Regions from separate parts of the Gossypium hirsutum genome. Here regions 1 and 2 are each linked to region 3. Evidence: chromatin contacts called from public Hi-C data. All regions are on one chromosome and are shown on one strand. The core of a region is the stretch at or near the end of the contact, and the rest is flanking DNA. Distances in the headings are between cores, read along the strand shown. Region 1 holds the start of LOC107886788 (protein TPX2). Region 2 holds the start of LOC107886787 (transmembrane E3 ubiquitin-protein ligase FLY2). Region 3 holds the start of LOC107886792 (nicotianamine aminotransferase 1).

Region 1 (3,970 bases), core at 308-2,807, 150 kb before region 3:
TCTTGTCACTCACCAGTTTTTTCTGAGAATTCATCAATGGTTTAGGAGTGCAAGCTTCGGTTTCTACTTGCACAGAAGATTCGGCTTTCTCCTTGTCACCAGTTACATTTGAACGTCCTTTTTCAGTCAGGACACTGAATATTTAACAGAAAGGAAGCAAATATACAAGGATAAGAACCAAAGTATTCATAATAGAACTCAGATACTATTTACAAAATTTTCAAAACCCAAAGAACAAACCTTTCTTTCTCTTGAGCACATAGAATCTCTACTTGCTCCTTACCTTTATGATTAGGACTCTGAAATACAGTTTAAAATCATGAGAAAACAGAAGAATTAATCAATAACAAGAACGGATGAAAATAAGTCCACTAATCACCTCATTGACAATTTGATTGTTTTCAACATTTGCCTCAGAGGGTTTGACTTCTTCTTTTACTTTATCCGGTACAAGCACAGTTTGAGGCTTGTCCTCTAAGCCATTAGGATTAGGAGCTGCTTCCTTTACTTTATCAGGCTCGGTTTGAGGCTTGTCTTCTGCGCCATTGGGATTAGGAACTGCTTCATCTGAAGCTTCCGAGGCCTGCAGCAAAATTATATTCATAATGACCAAATTCAAAATGAGAGAAATTGCTTTAGAAGATATTTAAAGAAATTCCCACCTTTTGAATTTGATCTTCTTCACTGAAATTGCAGAGACTCTCAACATGAACGGATCGATTATGGGCCTTAATTTTAACCATACAAGCTGCATTATGGGGAAAAACCAAAAAGAAATGAAATCTCCATAAGATAAAAGCAAAAGGTTGGCTTGATTACGGAAAATATGGGACCAAAATGTAACTTGATTTGATTTACAGTTCAAATGAGAATTAACCAATTCCATTATCCTAAATTCATTCCAATAATTTTGAGTAGAACAAAGGCAGTTTTAAGGATAATTAATGTATATTCCTTTTCCTATCAAATCTAAGTAAACAGAGACACAAAGGATTAGTGGATCAAACCTAGGAGTCTATTAACAATTAAAATCTATCTAGACAAAACTCCAAGAAAATTAAGAGCCATCTACCAAAATGAATCAGTTACAGAGAAAATAATGATTCAAAGAATACAATCTTTAAAGAGTGAGGATCAGTTGATTCACAAAATAAGAAAGAAACAGGAAGGAGAAAGAGAAAGAACATACGAGAAGGGGCGTAGCTTAAGGCGGTTTCAAACCAGAGCTCGGCTTCACGCGTTTCTTCTTCCGACTCTCCTTTGATGAAATCAAAGAAACGCGGCGCTGAGAACTCGTATATCTCGTCGATCATCCTTGCCGTTGCCTCACTCGAGTCATCCATCAGATGCAAAACAGAGAGATTCAATCTTCCAGGGTTTAAGGGGGTCGGGAGCGAGTTATTATCGGAAAGTCTCTAGATATTTCGCTTCCTTCTTAGATTCTTAGAAGATCCGCATTACTGGCAATAAGTGCGGATGATTGCAGATTGGAGTTAAACATGAGGAACTGCAACGGTCGATTTTTTGTTTTTTGTTTTTTTTTTTTTTAATTTGGGGAAGGTGTTGTAACGGTCAAATTTGTGTCAATTTGGTGAGTAAGAGATGAGGTGCCTTTCTAACGGCTATTTCCCACGCTCTCCTGAGTCCTGACCTGTATAAAGTGTGCCGTTTTGGTTCCGTAACAAAATTTACTTCATTTTGTCCCTACACTTGTACGAGGGTCAGTTAAAGTACATTGACTCCTTCAATCAAAATTTATAAATACTTAATCTAAATCCATTTAGTATTTTATATTTAATAATTATATATACTTTTATTAAAAATTTTAAATATATATTTAATATTTATATTATAGCGTTATATATTTACTTATTATATTATTAAAAATATAATATATATTTTGAAAAAATAATAAATTATAAAGTTTAAAAATGAGTTTCCATTGGGAAAAAAAATCAAAATGGGTCAAGTTAAGTTAAATTTGGGGTTTAAAAGTTAAAAGGTTAGTGTTTGTCCAAGTCCATTAAACCTTCCCAAAAATAAGTCTTAATTAATTTAGTGGAGGAAAGATTTTCTTTTGTTTAATTAACTAGTGTTTTAAGCCTTGCAATGGATTTTCTATTATACATATATTTTTTAATATATTTATATTATTATTTAACTTTTTTTTTGAATTACAATAATAGAGTAAAACCAGAACAACTAATGCAACTAACGTGATTCGAACTCAGATCACACCTGGGACGATGAATATCCTTGACCATTAGGTCATAAAATAGGGTTCTATTATTTAACTTTTTTAATTGAATTGATATCACTAATAACTCTATTGAAAAATTACCAAATTATCCAACTTTTAAAACAAATTTAGCTCTGCATATTTATAAAATTAGTCATTTTAATTCTAATTTGAAAAAATTCTATAAATTTAGTCCTTAACATTTAGAATAATTTGTCATTTTAGTTCTAATTCTAAAAGTTTAAAAAGGAAAAATATTTTAAAATTATTTTTTGATGAAATTTATAAAAATAATTTAAAAATCTAAAAATCATAAAGAAATTATAAATAAAAAACCAAAATATATGTATTATAAGGCTAAATTTGATGAATATACTATTTTTTTAATTAGGCCTTTAGGACGTTTTGGCCTAATTATAAAAATTAACATATTCTTCAAATTTGGTCGTATTATAAATAAAAAATATAAATATATATATATATGTCAAATGATTCAAAAAGAAATGAGCATGGAATAGATTGATTAGAGAGATGAAGTTTTACATCTCCATGGGACATAGAACTGACAAAGGTATGTCCCTTGATTCAGTTTAGCTTATATTATCAATTTTTGAACTAGATTTTCTAGGACTTTGGTCGTTAGACTACCTACGTTTGGAAGTTATTGATAACATGTCCAAGTCGGAAAGAAATAAGGTGAAGAAAAGCTTTTTAAGGTTTTTATTTCATGAAAGATTTCACATTGCATAGTTTTCTCTACTCGAAAATTAACTCTTTATATATTTTTAAGATAAGAAAAAATTCAAAACAATTTTTTAATAGTTCAAAAAATTGTTATTTTTTTAGAGGAATTTAATTAAATAATATGTTATTAATTTAAAATATGGCACTTAGTTGGATTTAAGCCAACTTGATTTTTTTACCTTACTCACGAAGGTGGCATTAGTTTAAAAGGAGCATAATTCGAATGGTGTTAAATACTCTTCTTATTTAGTGGGTTTTGGAGGTACATCAAGGAATATTTTAAAAAATAAAAATATTTTAAATATTTTTCCTCTCTTTTTTAAAGAAAAATAAATTTATAACTAAATTGACAAATTTTGTAAATGTTGAGGATTAAATTTATTGAACTTTTAGAATTTGAACTAAAATGAAAAACTTTTGTAAACATTAAGGGCTAAATTTGTTGAATATTTTAGATTTAGGATCAAATTAATAAAATGTGTAACCATTGGTGGCCTAAATTTGTTATTAGGTCAATAAAAAAAGACTCGTGTCAGCTTTTCGTTATTCTTCTAATGGTAACTAACAAAAGAGTGACTAAAGTATTTGATTTTGAAAAGTTGAGTGACTAAATAAATAATAATAATAATAATTGAGTGACCAAAATAGAACTAAAAGCGTAGTGGGGTAACTATTTTTTGTAGTTTACCTTAAAAAGTAACATGAGTAAAAAATTATCACAATAATCTAGAAATACATATTCAATTTAAAAAAAAATTAGTAACCAAATTAAGAGGTATTTTGACTTTAACATAGTAAAAATATTACCAATAAGTAATTAGGAGTGAAGGTGGACTTCTTCCCTATGCATTTGAACCAAGTTTGAGTCCTAAAGTTGTCATTGTTGGAAGGACTTTACCTAAATACCATCCTTGACTCAAATAGGATTCCTTTTAGATTGTAAAACGAATCAAGACACATTTCATTATAAAAAAAAACTTATTGGTT
Region 2 (4,106 bases), core at 1,167-3,666, 220 kb before region 3:
AAGTGATCAAAACATAAACTTACTAAAGTTGAGTGACCTTGGGTGTAGTTTACCTTTATTTTTAATATATCTATTATTAATCTTTGTGTAAATATATCTTTTGGTAACTAAATATGTTATTAATGTTTAATTTGGTACTTGAGATTTTTGTCTCAATTCGATATTCGAGTTTAGTCTCAAAATTCAATTTGGTGTCCATACTAAATGAAATCATTTGTCCCAGTGAATATTAGACAATTGCTCTAGTAAAAATAACATGGATACTAGTATCAAAAAAATAAATTCAAGTATTAAATTGAACATTGAAGTCAAACTCAAGTGCTTACTTAAAGCAAAAAAAAAAAAAATTAAGTACCAATTAGAACATTAAAGCCAAATTTGAGTAACAAATTGGAAAAAAACTCAAATATCAAATTAAACATTGAAATTGACCTTAAGTACCAAATAATATATTAGCCTTTAATTTGAACATTAAAACCAAACTTAGTGCTAAATTAGAAAAAAAACAAATATTAAATTGAACATTAAAATTAATCTCAAGTACCAATTAGTATATTAACCTTTATTTTTATTTTTTTTATAAAACATCGTAAAGAGTGAGAATTTTTTTATACAATGCCTAGATATAAGGGTGTAAATGAGACACTAGTAGTCGTGAGCTACTCGAGTTTGATTCAAAAGAATTTTAGCATAGTTCAGTAATTACCGAGCTTTATCAAGCTTGAACAATTCGAGCTATTGATCAAGTTGAATTCGAGCTTAGTAATAATGACTCAAAAAGCTTTCGAGTCTTATTGAGCTTTTTATATTTTTATATTATTAAATTATGTTATTACTTTTAATATATATTATTAACATTAAACTTAATTATTGAGTCGAACTCAAATACAAAAATTAATTTTCAAATATAATTTAACTAAAATTCAATTACATCCTTAGCTAAAACTAGAAATACCCTGTTTAACTTTTAAATAAAAAATTAATAGTATTTTGAGAACATCATCAACAGCAAAAAAGTTAAAACAGTAAAAACTGAGAGTTGAAAAATTGAAGTTGCGTTGCGTGCCTGTGATTTTTTTCTTTCTATTTTTCTACGTATACGTTTGGGGCTAAGGACTTTCTACAAATAAAATATTTATCAGAAAACGTACAAAGAAAATCGATTATTATGATTGATAATAAAAACTATTTTAAAAAATATATATTTTGAAATTTCAATTTAAGATTTCAAAATTTCTTATTCTCTTTTATTAAATTAAAATTTAATTAATTTTTTCACCACCCAATTTCTTAATTTTGTCAATGAAGTTAAAGTTTGGTAAAAACAATTAAATAGATAGGATACTAATCTAAATTACCTTTCCAATCGTTTTAACGTTGACTGCCTTTTTCATTTAATTTTTTTGGTGAATTAACACACAAATTTCTAATTTTTTCGATGTGAACCAACGGTTAGAAGAGTATTAGGTTGGCGGCTAAAAGTATTATTAATTAATAATACTAAAAATATGTATGATATTAAAATTAAAAAAATTAAATTAAATTATAAATAAAATAAAATTTAAATACATAAATATATTATATTAAGAATATTAAATGAATATAATTATTTATCATAGTGTTGTCATTAATTTCAAGTTGATGTCGAATTAATTTGTGATACTATCTCAATCAACAACATTATTGATATATAAAATTGTTAAGGTAATAAAATATACATGACAAAATTAAAATGTATGAAAAAAATTAAAATAAAGACTTGGTTGAGTGCTAAGTTTAGAGTTTTTAAAATGTAATTCATATGAGTTTAAATTCCACCATATACATATTTTTTTATTTTTTTAAATTAAAAAGATTAAAATATTGTGGAATAATATAAGTTGTTTTAAATATCTAAAAGTATTTTTTAAAATTTTTTTAATTTAATAAGTGTTCAATTGATTTGTGACACCCAACTCAAGAGATTCATTAGTAATATAGATTAAATTATGATTTTAATTTAAATAAAAAAATTGATGATTTAGTTTAAATTCTATGATGTTTATCTAATTTTTTAAATTTATCAACATATAAAAATATAAATATTCTCACAATAGTAATTTTACTTTGTTGGAGAAAGGGGTTTTTTCTGATAATTTCCTAATTATATAATACCAACTTAATATTAAGTAAATGATATATTCCTTTATTTTGGTACATAGAAAAGATTATAATAATAGAAACGAATCATATAATTTAGTTGTTCTCATGTCTAAGCCTCTAACTAATAAAGATTAAGATAACTTTAATACACCGAAGATGGTAAGGACCAAACATCAGTTGACTCTCCCTAATTGGTACGTGATTCTAACTCACTGAAAGAGCGCGTATTGTTACAAACTAAACCTAGATGGCCGAAACTCTTTTTCTCGACTTCTAATTACCAAAACTCAAGCAAACATGTCAACAACAACAAACCACCACTTTGCCAAACCCTTTTAGATTAAAAATTTGTTCATGTATACTTCACGTATTTTCTGAATATATATTTTGTATTAAGTGTGCTGTTTTATTTCTGAAAGTTCTCTTTGGGGTATCTTTTTTGTTGTTTGTTTATATTAAAACCAATATAAGAATTATATATACAACACAAGGGAAGGAGGGGAGAGAGAGAGAGAGAGAGAGAGAGAGAGAGAATTAGTTTGTTGAGCTCTCATTTTCTACTGTTTGATCTTTGGGTGTTGTTTGTTGGTTCACATAACTCTACTTGAAGCAATCTCTTATTATCTTTCTCCTTAATGTGCAGTGGGTTTGTATCGTTTTCTTGTATCTATCATCTTAAATCAGTCTGTAAACATATTTGCTTCCTTCCTGGGAAATTGAAGTTGGATATTTTTATTTTATATTAAGACAAAGCAAATTAGTATTGTTTTTGAAATGGGATGTCGGGGTTTTGATATGATCACCAGGGAATATTTGGATTTTTTGTGGAATTCGAGGAGGAGAAGATTAGGGTTTGTGTTTAGGGTTGTTTTTGGATTGTGGTTTGGTTTTGTTATGTTAAAGCCAGTGGCGGGATTGAGACCGATAAGAGAAAGGGCTCGGTCATGGGGCGATGAGGTTGGTACTTCTTAATTCCCTATGCTTTTTCTTTATTGATGTTAATTATAGTTAAATTTTATTTTATTTTTCTCTTAAGCAAAGATGAAAATTTGGGTTTTGATTCTGGATGCCTAATTCATAGTTGTATAATTGGTTATTGTGCTTCTGAAGTTGTCAAATTTAGAATTTTATTTCAATTTTCCTGAGTTAGTGCTTTAGTCATTGCACTTTGATAGGTTTTGTTTGGTTATTCTTTTGCTGTTGTATAATGAAATGCTGCAAAATGGAAGTGGGCAATGTCAAGTTTGATTTGCAATTTTAACAATCTTGTCCAGAGAACACATGTGGTTGAAACCGGAAATTAGATTATCTTGATAGGTAGATTTTCAAAATGGAGAGCTAAATAGCAATCCGGCTTGAAGTTTCCTTAACAGACAGAAAAGAACCATCTTTTTATGTTTTGAAAAATGTCATCAACTTGGTATGAAGCTCCCCCCCCCCCTCCTTTCTTAGAAAAAAAGATTGTTTACTTTAGCTATATCACTTGGTTATTGAAGAATACGTAGATTGGCTCTATATTTTTTTTGTGTTTTTCACCCCTTGCACTCTTCAGTTTGGGTACTATAAATTTATTGATATTCTTAATGCATCCTGTAGTGGCTATTTGTTAGAAAAGATGAAAGCGAATTGGGTCCATTTCATGCATGGAACATAACAGGAACTTATCGAGGTAAGTAAATTTTGTTGAATTCCGTCATATGAATATTAGAGTTGATGCATTAGGAGTAATTTTCTGGATCTTGTTACTTATAGCCGAAGTACCATGCGTTTTTTTGGTTGATTGCTTTATGTTGTTCTGCCTGTATCTTCTCTTGGTTTCCCTACACTTTTGTAATTTTTTCACTTCGGTTGTCCATGATTAGGTGATGAATTTCCTAGAAAATATTGGTAAAAATATATATTTTTTCAGAGGCTCAAGACCTGCACTCCATGAACTCTAAAAATAAAACAGTGATCGAACTTTA
Region 3 (4,085 bases), core at 141-2,640:
TTTAGCTCGTACGAGCAATTGGTGTATCAGAGATACTTATGTATCCGAGTCCATTTACTAAAGTTCATTAGGCAAAATAAATTACATGAATTGAGAAATTGAAATGAGACATAAAGATCTTGATATCCACTTGTGAAAATTTGAATTTGAACTTGAACAAAGTATTGAAGAAATGATATTAGCATGTATATAATTGTTTCATTCCATGATTGAATAAGTTTTGATCTAGTTAATCAAAATGACATGAATTGGCATGATATGTGATTGTGGTATTATATGTTTTATTTACAAGTTAAAACTCACCTTATTGATATGTGGTTTTTCATGTCTAGCCAACTATGCCAAGCTTAATAACTTATTGTGTTTAATTGAATACCAACTTAAATGTAGAGTGACCACTTCGTAACAAAATAATAACGTAAGTGACTAAAACGTAACATTTCAAGTATAAGTGACTAAAATTTAATCTAAAGTAAATAAAAGTTACTATTTTTATAATTTACTCAAAATTAAATTGTAATGAAGTAGAGTGGGCGGGGATGGATGCTGCAACATATAGGCACTACCGGCCTATAGTATACATTATACCAAATATTTTGTCCTTAAATATATATATATATATTGTGTGAGCCAAGTGATTCGCGTAGGATATAGGACAATTTCAAGTTTTTAGGCGTAAACTTTTTTTTATTTTTTTATGTTGAAGTTAAGTTTTAAACTTATAATTGTTTTTATATTGGAGTTTAATTTTTTTTAAATTAGTCCTTAAAAATTCTAGAATTTAGGGTTTTAATATGAAAATAATTATTAAATTTAGATTAATTTAAATAATAAAAAAATAATGTAAAAACAGTTTCCTAGTATTCATAATATGAAAGTTCATTTTGTTCAAAAATAATATCAAAGTTTAAAATTTATTTTTCGACTAACATTATTAGTTAACCTATAAGAATATAAATAAAATTTGAAAAAAAAATCATTTCTAAACTAAAATTGAAACAAATTGAAATATATTATTAGTGTCAGTGATGAAAATTTTATCAGATGGTGAGAAATTAACAAATGGTGTTAATAGAATTTCAAATTGTAATTTGTTGAGTATCTATAAAATTATAATGGAAATTTTTATATTAAGAGTTAATTTGTATTTTACTTCATCTACTTAAAATAAATAGTTTAATTTTTATACATTAGATCAAATAATAAATTGGTCATTCTCCTAAAAATTTAATGCATATCATATCATTATTTGATTATTTTGTTAATTAAAATAATTTTTAATAGTAAAAAAGAATGAAAATTTTAATAAAACCATTTCGCTTTTTGATATTATGTACCAAAACTATGCTACTTTTTTTTTATTATTAAATGATGGAAAATGCAATTACCGTTGAGTACCGAATTGCCAATTTTTATTCTGTTGGATAAATGATTGGTAGATAATGGGTTTTTAAAGACGCACGGCCCCGCTAACCCTTAACTCCAAAGTCCAAACTCCATTAGCAACAAGAAGATGGAGAGTGGAGCAAAGAAATGGGGTTTCCAAAGGACTCAGGGCCTGGAGGCAGCGTCCACCACCACCGTCCGAGGATATCTCAACCTATTAATGGGCAACATCAACCAAGATAGTTGCCTTACAGTCGTTCCTCTCGGTCATGGCGACCCCTCTCATTTTCCAAGCTTCAGGACTACTCCTGCTGCTGAAGATGCCATCGTTGATGCTCTACGTTCGGCTAAGCATAATTGTTATGCGACCACTGTTGGTATTCTTCCCGCAAGAAGGTTAGATTGTAAATTTTCTCTTTTAATCATGTTTCAAAAGAAACTGCAAAATAATTTTTAAGGTGTGACTGAAATTTGCTTATGAATGAATGAGCGGTCATGAACTTTGTTTGGTTCGAATTCCAACAGGGCACTTGCAGATTACCTCAACCGTGACCTTCCCTACAAGTCATCGCCCGATGATGTTTATTTAACAAATGGATGTACTCAAGGAATAGAAGTTGTTATATCAATTCTTTCCCGCCCCGGTGCCAATATTTTGCTTCCTAGACCGGGCTTCCCACTCTATGAAGCTTGGTGTGCTTATAACCATCTTGAAATGCGTCATTATGATCTTCTTCCTGAAAAAGGTTGGGAGGTTGATCTTGATGCTGTAGAGACTCTTGCAGATGAGAACACTGTTGCTATGGTTATTATAAATCCAGGCAACCCTTGTGGAAATGTCTTCAGCTATGAACATTTGAACAAGGTTAAACAAGCTTGTTTTATTTTCAGTATAACTTCTTGTCTCTTCTCAAAACAAGATGTTGATCACTGTTATCTTTTTGGAAGTTAGATTGCAGAGACAGCAAGAAAGCTTGGGATTTTGGTCATTGCTGATGAAGCTTATGACAATCTCGCATTTGGAAGCACTCCATATGTGCCGATGCGAGTGTTTGGATTAACCGTGCCTATTCTCACCATGGGGTCTATATCAAAGAGATGGGTTGTTCCTGGTTGGCGCCTAGGGTGGCTTGTCACAAGTGATCCCGATGGCATTCTTCAAAAATCTGGGGTTGGCCCCTAATTTATTTTTCTCTTGTTTAAGATACATGGTGTACATTTTCCTAATTAAAGAGGCTACAGGCAATGCATATTTAAAAGTAGAAATATACGAAGTTCGGATCATGTTGTGTTAATGATCTCATTGGCTCTTATCAGGTAACCGATTCGATCACAGGATTCCTCAATATCTCTTCTGATCCCGCTACATTTATCCAGGTTTGTTAATCAAGATACTTCTGCTAAGACACATACTTGCATTGGAAAAATGCAATTGCCACTTTCTTGCCAAAAGCCAGTAGATGTACTGTAGGCAGTGAAGTGTGCTATAATTTTTCCCATAAAGCTCAGTAATGTTTCACTCTAAATCATTCTCCTAACCTATCCTTCGGATAAATTGGTGTAATTTGGTTTTATGAAACAGGCAGCGATTCCTCAAATCCTTGAGAATACAAAGGAGGATTTTTTCTCAAAGATTATCAGCACCCTGAGGGAATGTGCTGATATATGCTACAATAGAATTGAAGAGATACCTTCCTTAACTTGTCCAAAGAAACCGGAAGGATCAATGTTTGTAATGGTAAGGGAGTGGTTTGATGTTTATGATGTATGCTGAAGAATTTGAAAAAGTATTTATATTTGTAAGCTTTAAATGCAGGTGAAGCTGAACCTATCAATGTTGGAAGACATTAATGATGATGTTGATTTCTGTCTCAAGTTAGCTAAAGAAGAATCAGTCATTATTCTACCAGGTAAGATTGAAGTTTCTGTATCATTTTTCACCAATAGAATTAAGCTAAACGTCCTTATTTCCTATGGGGGAAAGAAGGAAAACCAAAAATGAATCTTCAATTGTGATTAAGTGAAAAAAGATACTCTTCAATGAACCGGAAGTATGCTCCAACAACTGCAACAATTCTGATACAATAATCTGAATGGTTTATGTTGTCAATATTCTTTATTGAGAAAGTGAGATTTAAGTCTTTGGTTATGAGTAGGTTTCATGGACTAGTGTGAGTCAATGAACACCTATAAGTACCTTTTTTTCCCAAGGAATTGTTGGTTACTATGCAAGACTAAAAAGCAAAGAATGAATGATGTAGGGAGAGCAGTGGAATTGAAGAACTGGCTTCGCGTTACGTTTGCTATCGAGCCTTCTCTTCTCCAAGAAGGATTGGCAAGGGTAGAAGCCTTTTGCCAAAGGCACGCCAAGAAGCAATAAAATAACTGTAGTAGGTGGTGTGATCAACAAGAATGCCTTGTATTTCATACTCAGTTCAATTTGCTGGTAAACTTAGGTGTTTACCAATAAACTATTCCATTAATAGTAACATGATCCCCTGTTTCTGTGATCATGCAACTCTTTCTAAGATGCTAGTACTGGATTTTGGTGGTCAACTGCTTTACTTTGATATTATGATTATGGTTTAAACAAGGAAGCTCCACAAGTAGTATTAAACCCCGGAAATTATTTTGTGCGTAATGAAATATGTGACTCTATCATTCAAGATCTTCAAGTTGCTTCTCTTTTGGCACGTCCA

Evidence for each region. Hi-C and Micro-C count contacts between places; a contact is called where the count stands out from the background.
Region 1: a contact with region 3 is called in a Hi-C map of leaf, with 2.2 times the contacts expected there. The contact joins the promoter of LOC107886788 here to the promoter of LOC107886792 in region 3. A contact is called at or near these places in 2 of 34 Hi-C or Micro-C datasets (both in leaf).
Region 2: a Hi-C map of leaf shows a contact between it and region 3, with 1.8 times the contacts expected there. The contact joins the promoter of LOC107886787 here to the promoter of LOC107886792 in region 3. A contact is called at or near these places in 6 of 34 Hi-C or Micro-C datasets (callus and leaf).

The regions. Positions count from the first base shown.
Region 1 is chrA03:105,440,378-105,444,347 of Gossypium_hirsutum_v2.1, reverse strand. LOC107886788 (protein TPX2) reads right to left here and starts at 1,557. Exons shown (of 20, transcript XM_016810851.2): 1 at 1,190-1,557; 2 at 663-748; 3 at 380-583; 4 at 241-299; 5 at 1-134. The coding sequence starts at 1,343.
Region 2 is chrA03:105,503,878-105,507,983 of Gossypium_hirsutum_v2.1, reverse strand. LOC107886787 (transmembrane E3 ubiquitin-protein ligase FLY2) reads left to right here and starts at 2,416. Exons shown (of 15, transcript XM_016810850.2): 1 at 2,416-3,099; 2 at 3,739-3,811. The coding sequence starts at 2,917.
Region 3 is chrA03:105,286,311-105,290,395 of Gossypium_hirsutum_v2.1, reverse strand. LOC107886792 (nicotianamine aminotransferase 1) reads left to right here and starts at 1,390. Exons shown (of 7, transcript XM_016810858.2): 1 at 1,390-1,782; 2 at 1,912-2,251; 3 at 2,339-2,557; 4 at 2,704-2,763; 5 at 2,969-3,124; 6 at 3,203-3,296; 7 at 3,648-4,052. The coding sequence starts at 1,514. The coding sequence ends at 3,766.